Regions from separate parts of the Mus musculus genome. Here region 2 is linked to region 1. The links are chromatin contacts, called in public Hi-C maps. All regions are on one chromosome and are shown on one strand. The core of a region is the stretch at or near the end of the contact, and the rest is flanking DNA. Distances in the headings are between cores, read along the strand shown.

Region 1 (3,337 bases), core at 235-2,734:
GAGTTTCCTTAGGACTGGAACAGCTACGAAGGAGCCAGGAAGAACTGGGCAAGCCCGGAGGAGCTCGAGGGTTCGCGGAGCCTCCAGGACCCCAAGGCTCTTAGGACACACCTGCAAGTCTGCAGCGGCAGCGGAGTGCCCAGCCTTAGGCCGGAGCCGAGCCCAGCCGGGCTGCCGAGAACTTGCAGCCTCGTGCGCACTCCCGTAATTCGCTAATTGCTGTAAATCCCAAGGACGGCCACATTTGATTACACATACAGTATAAGAACCGACAACAAAGCGACGAATTAATTACCAACTTCATTAACATAGGTCCCCAAATTAAAGGCAACGAGCTGTTTCTTTGGGCCCACTAGCAGTGGTGGCGGTGACTGAGGTAGTGAGGGAGGGGTGGGTTTTTTCGTTTTGTTTTGTTTTTCCTTCTGCATTGGGAGTTGTGAGGGGAAAGCTATCCTCCCCCCCCCTCCCCCTCCCAGCCTCCATTCACACACTCAGCAGTAGCGTTTGCCCCTCACCTCCCCCCGCCCCGTCCCCTAATATTCTGTCCAGCGTGTTTCTGCTTTTCTAGAAAACTCTGATTCTTGTTTAAAAAAAAAAAAAAAAAAAAACCAGTCTGGACCAGAAGAAGTTGAGTTGGTTGACCCTGCAGCATCCCAGCTCCCGAGTTTCGGCCTCTGAGTAGGGCGCCTCCATCCCTAGTAACTCCCAGGCCTGAAGTACCAGGCGTTTGTTCTTAAGCACAAACTGTTTCTACTGGGGGCTTTTTGTCACCTCATACTCAGCTGGAGAGATTTGAGGTATCCCCTCCCTTGGCCGGAAATCTGCCTTGGCGGTAGATTTGGGAGCTCACGTTTTCTTTTGTATCTTGCTCTATGCTTATCAAATTGAAAAAACATGCCTGGAAAGCCAGAACTCCAGAGACCAAGGGTTATTCTAAGGGGTAAAAGAACAGCCAGTGAGGACGCTGGAGTTTTCAGACAGTCCATAGCTGCGTGACTCTCTGCCTACACTGCATGTTCACAGCTCAGTTCCACTCTTGTTCATCTTCACCCATTTTTCCCTCAGCGCCGTCTGGTCCTCTTCAAGAGAACATAGCCCTGTTTTTAAGCCTGTGCCTGGGTTTGAGTTCTGCCTCTGACCCACACATTCTTTGCTAGCGTTGGAAATCGAAAACGGGGTACTACCCCCTCCCTCCTTCCCCTAGCTTTGACTTAAATATTTTCCTGCTTTATGTTGTTTGGTATCCTTTCTCTAAAATAAAAACAAAAAAGAAAAGGAGGATAAGAAGGAGTATAAAGGAAGAAGAAAAGACCGAAGAGGGAGGCCTTCCTGTCCATCATTTTAATTATACAATTAGTTCACATGCTTGGGCCCATAATGTATATTTTAAGCGTAGCCCAGTGTTTTAAAGAACGTTCTGGTAGTGTCGGAGGCCTGGATTTGTTGCCTGCTCTTCCCCCCGTGCAGCAGCGGCCTGTTTTCCTCCCCCTGTTGTGTGTTTTTATTATTTTCCCTCTGGCTTAGATGTGTCAATCATTCTCTCCCTGCCATTGGTTGGAGAGTTTGCGTCAAAAAGTTGCCAGAGAGGCGCTTTCTCAGCAAATCTCCCTGAGAGCGGAACCTTCCTCAGCTCCAACTCAGCCTCCACTGTTACTAAAAAATAAAAATCGCTAGAGGAGCTCAGTCGCCACCTCTACTTTGTATGTATCGTAGACGGACACAAGCCTGTTTACAACTCTGGCCACTTCATTTTATGTTTTCTTTTAATTGTTTTTTTTTTCTGGTTATGTTTGACTTTTTATGGAAAGGTGAAGACTACAAGGTTTTTAACTGAATGCTCTTGATTTCTTTTAGGATAGCTGGCTATTTGGAATTTTGAAGGATAATTTGATTTTTTTTTCTTTTCTAACGTCCAATGCGGCTGTAAGGTAAGTGTCCGTCTGTCTTGTCTATAGCGATATCTTTGTGTTCCCCCAGTCCGCAGTGACCTCCGCTCCTCCAATGTGCAACTCTGCGGACGTGGAACTTCCTTGGGTGGGGGCGGGCGATGTATTTTATTTTTCTAATGAGAATTTTGAGACGAAATAATGACCATTAGGAAAAAATTTGACGATCTGTAGAAGAGGGAGGGAGTGGGAGGGAGCGAGAGCGCGTGCTCCTGGGGGTCGCTGCTACCGAAGAACGTCGCAGAAATCCTAGGAGTCTAATCTGGGAGTTGGGGAGGGGTTTTGTTCTTATGCCCACGCTATTCATGGCTTCTCCTCGCGAGCTTTGCATTTTGGCCCCTAGATTGAGCTGGAGTCCTTAGGTTTGGTTCCAAGGGCGTATTTTAGAATCCATGACAAAATAATGCTTGTGTAATGTACCTAGGTTGGTAAATTAAAACAAAGATAATAAGGTGGACGCTTCCGAAAGACGGAGCTCCCGAAGGCCGGCTCTCCATTATCGGCGGGGGCCTCGGGCTGCCTCTAGACTCCTCGGTTTGCAACGGGAGCCGAAATCGGAGCGGATAACCGAGGAGGCGACAGCGCTGGCGTCTTGTTACTCCCGCGCCGCCTCAGCTCCTGTTTCTCGTCCTCACTCCCCAAGCTTAATGCCCCTCTGCTCTCCGCCTCTTCTCAAAGCCGCTAGGGCTCTTGAATCTTTTACAACTCTCCTCCTCTCCATCCCTAGGGGTGCGGCTCCCCCAAGCCCCAGAACTGTACACTGAAAGTCGGGGCTTCTGGGCCAGATCGCCAGGCCGAGGCCGCTAGTTGGACAGGTTTTAAAGGCGACTGTGGCTAGTGTGGTTCAGGGCACGCGCGCCTCAGCCTCTGCGCGCAACTGGGACAGCCAGACCTGAGGGTGGGCGCCTGGATGCTCCTGGTCAGAGACCCCGGAGTCCCTCCCTAGGAAGGACTTCGAGTTCTTAGTTGTTTTGTGTCTGGGGTAGCATCGTGGCCCGTTAAGCACTTCTGTACTGCCTTTTCTGGCTTGGGGACAATGAAGTGTCGTAGGTCAAGGCTGACCTTATACGGAGGGGCTCGCCGAGGCCCAGCCCCTGCTCTCGGCCTGCCCCCAAAACGAACTATTAGAAGGTCCCCGCTGACACCCGGCCTGGGCGACGGTTCGCGCGGCAAACTCCGAAGAAGTGGCGGTGTTGATGCGTTCAAGGGACTATTGAAAGCCAGTGTCCGATTTCACTGGAAAATCTGAAAACCTTAGAGCCCCAAACCGATTTGGTCTTTTGGAGGGAGAAGGGTGTATGGAGAGAGAAAGAAGGCCCAGCCGCGTGGACCACTTTGGGTGGGGACCGAGAGGAGTTGCTCTTCCTTGGAAACTGTGCCCTCCATTCCAG
Region 2 (3,337 bases), core at 471-2,970, 240 kb before region 1:
TTTTCACTGACTAGGGAGACTGTACTAATTACGAGCACGGGCTTTGCCCCCTGACATATCAGGGAGCACTCACTAATTGTATATGAAATGGACACGGGGTTCTCATGAGAAGAAAGGGAATAAGGAGAAGTAAGATGCTGTCCACGCAGTATCTGGCTCATGGACCGCCCTCCATGAATTACTGCCATTGTTATTATTATTCCTAGACAAACTCCAGAGCCGAGCTGCTGTACCTGCCGGCATGTCCACGTCTCCATACCAGCTGTCTCCTTGGGTTCCAGCCAACCTGGCTCACGGCCCCAATTCTCGGCTCAAACCAATGATCTCCTGTCAATAAATACCTCCCTCCCACCAGTCCAGAACGCTCCCCGCTGGACGTTCGTCATGCTTGGCATACCAGTGATGCTGACCCTGACGCTTTTACTTCTGAGAGTAGTTCTTCACCATGCCACCCTTTTGAGTTCAGCCTCTCCCTGGGAACACATTTGGACTTAGTGTTCAACTGTGCATGCATGACAAGGATAGGGGTCTTGTCTACTCATCTATGGTTTCCCTCTGTATCTGCTACCTCCTCCTCTAGAGCGGTGAACTGGTTTAGTCCTACACACTGTCTCTAGAGGCTTATAGGGAGCCATAGGACTGTGATTGTCAGGAAGCAGAATGGAAAAAAAAAACTGTCTAACCATTTTTTTTTCTCCACAAGCCTCCAAGCCTCAGGGGATGCAACCGTAGAATCCTCGGGGATCCATTTCCCCCATGGAGCATCTGAGGGTAATATAAGCAAACAATTTCCCACTTCCTTTTTACTCTTAGCAATCCCCCTGCAGGGCAGAAGAAACGAGTGGTATCTCACCAGTGTCCCGTGTACAGTGTCACTGGAATGGCACTAAGCTCAAGCTCATATACCTGGGCCAACCCAGACAGGCACCCTGAAACAAGTGGGGCTTGGGTGTCCTGTTTGAACCACCCTCTGTGGATGGCCATAGTTGTTATAATTTGTTCTACGGGATCTTAGGGTTCTGAGAACTTCTCTAAAAGCTCAAAAAACAACCCCTATTCTTGCAGTCTCCTTCCCAGACAGATGCCATGGCGAGTGTAACAGTATTCTTCCTGCTAGTCGACGGAATGTTACAGATTAGGGGTGCTGTTGTGTTCCCCAACCCCAGGGCATCCTGGATACCTTGCTCTATTAACATGGATAGAGAAAAAAATCTAAGGCCATTGATGCAAAGTGATTCTAACAAGGAAGAAATGTGGGGTCAAAGGGTGGGAACTCTAGAGCCTCCTTCTGCTACTCCAGTTTGTGCCTGGAGAGACCCTAAGTGTGGTGTAGACATGCATGTCGGTGCCCTTTCGCAGAGAAAATAGGAAATGAATTCCAAACAATACTGGAAACAGCTGACCCTTTTAGCACAAAGCTTAAATATGCTAGGGCTCAGCCAAGGCAGCATGTGCAGAGTAAATATTTTAATCCTTAATTAATCACTTTGGTTAGATTGGTAAAACAGAAGTCTAATGAAAATAATTTGAAATTTCCTTCATGAATAATTGCCTTGTTCAGGGAATTGTGGGAAGAGTCAACTGACTGACCTTCCCTCCTCAGTCAGCTGTACTGCTCCGAGACTTAATTTGTGTCCTTCAGCCCTTTCAGTCACCGTTATGAGATTAGAAATACCTTCTGTGCAGTTTAGCAGCAACGATGCAGTGTGACAGTTCAGTCAGCAGAGAGGTAAAGGACGCAGCGACTCCTGGCTCGCTCGCCGCAGAGCCTGGTGATATGTGGTACAGAGGACAGCATCTTCTCAACCCTGCAACCTTTTATTAGGCTAGGAACGTGATGCATTACTCCAGGTGACGGAACTGGACCGATCCCGTTTTCTTCTCTTTTAATTAGGAACTTGCATAATAAAGTGCCCAGGGTTTGAGCATTTACAAAAAAGGAGAGAAAGAATTTTTCCAGCTCTGAGGGTCGAATGCTACCTTGATTAGCTGTATGCCACCAGATTTAATTACTTCTTTGAGTAAATCAAATCTTCCTCAGAGGCCAATGGTCCCTAGTGTGTAGGGACCAAAGGTTAAGCCACCTTACTAGTTACCTGTTCAGACATGTTGGAACCTGTTAGATCTGAGCCGGGAGAGTGCTCCACCCTGTACCACTTGCCCACTCTCCTCTTCTTCCTCCCCCCCAATCCTCCCCCCAGCCCCCAGTCCTCTTCAGCAATGAATGCATTGGGTATCTGGTTGGAATGTCACTGGGAGTGATGGCTGGCCCTGGGCCATGTGGCTGGTACACACTGGCTCACACTGCCATCATTGCTAAAAATTGCCTCGTCCACCAGTCGGTTTGGCCGGTTCTGTGGACTGCCAAAGTCCACCTGGTACACCATCTGCCACCTCCCCCTGGAGGTTCCTTCTCTCTTTTGTTTCCCAGTCTGGTCCTCGCTCTCAATCTTGCTCTTTTTATTTGGGAGATTCAAATATTTGGGGGAATTTTGCTTTTCCTTCTTAGCAATCAGGAGGGCAGGATGCTCTTGGATTGCTGGAATGCATTTGGATAATTGTACCTTAACTCCTTGCTATCCTGCATTTATCTTGTACAGTGGCCAATAATTTGCTTTAAAAGCTTGCTTAAAGGGCAGAAAAATACTTCTCAAATAGAAAGCATAAAGATAAACAATGTGTAACCCAGGTGCTAATTGAATGAAAACCTGGATCAAGCTTGCTGTCTCTATTCACAAATGGAATTAAGCGCATTCCATGCCAAAAGGGCTATGGAAGTCCTCCATCTCACAGGATCAGAGGCATGGAGAACTGGGAGTCAGAGCAATGCTTTCTGATCAGCTTGACTGTAATAGATGTGTGGAAGGGCAACTGTGTATCCAGCAGTATAATGCATAGGCAAATATTAGTAGCTGAATGTGCTTATTGTTCTAATGACCATTTTTAATGGTAACTCTGCAATGAGAGTGTAAATTAGTATATTCAGTAGAGAAAACAGTAGGGAAGTTCCTAAAAAATTAAAAACAGAGAGTTATTCAATGATCCAGTAATCCTACTTATGGATAGATAGATAGATAGATAGATAGATAGATAGATAGATAGATAGATAGGTAGATAGATAGATAGATATACAGAGAAAATTATATCAGAGGAATAACAACACAACCATGTTCAATGCAGCACTACTCTCAATAACCAAGAAATGCAAACGACCTCAGTGCCTTTGAACCAATGAGTAGATGAAGAAAATGTCCACATAATGGAATACTATTCTACCATAAAAATAATGAAACTCTGTCATTTCCTGTAATGTGAATGGGATTGGAGATCAATGCCA

What was found. Hi-C and Micro-C count contacts between places; a contact is called where the count stands out from the background.
Region 2: a contact with region 1 is called in a Hi-C map of cerebellar granule neurons, with 2.0 times the contacts expected there. The contact joins the enhancer-like site here to the promoter of Otx2 in region 1. A contact is called at or near these places in 3 of 39 promoter capture datasets (cranial neural crest, hippocampal neurons and second pharyngeal arch cranial neural crest), 7 of 484 Hi-C or Micro-C datasets (brain, cerebellar granule neurons, cerebellum and 2 more), 8 of 115 datasets of contacts at active chromatin or transcription factors (embryonic forebrain, embryonic hindbrain, embryonic limb bud and 3 more) and 4 of 9 other capture datasets (adipose tissue, embryonic stem cells, liver and 1 more).

The regions. Positions count from the first base shown.
Region 1 is chr14:48,665,791-48,669,127 of GRCm38.p6, reverse strand. Otx2 (orthodenticle homeobox 2) reads left to right here and starts at 1,484. Exons shown (of 5, transcript NM_001286482.1): 1 at 1,484-1,700; 2 at 1,855-1,928.
Region 2 is chr14:48,906,559-48,909,895 of GRCm38.p6, reverse strand. No RefSeq gene overlaps it. Among named protein-coding and RNA genes, the nearest start is that of Gm534, 26 kb to the right of the region's middle. Within about 2 kb of position 1,720, at least 7 of the 459 cell types and tissues checked have an H3K27ac peak or open chromatin away from gene starts, as enhancers often do. A contact at or near this core is called in cerebellar granule neurons and cerebellum, where this site is marked.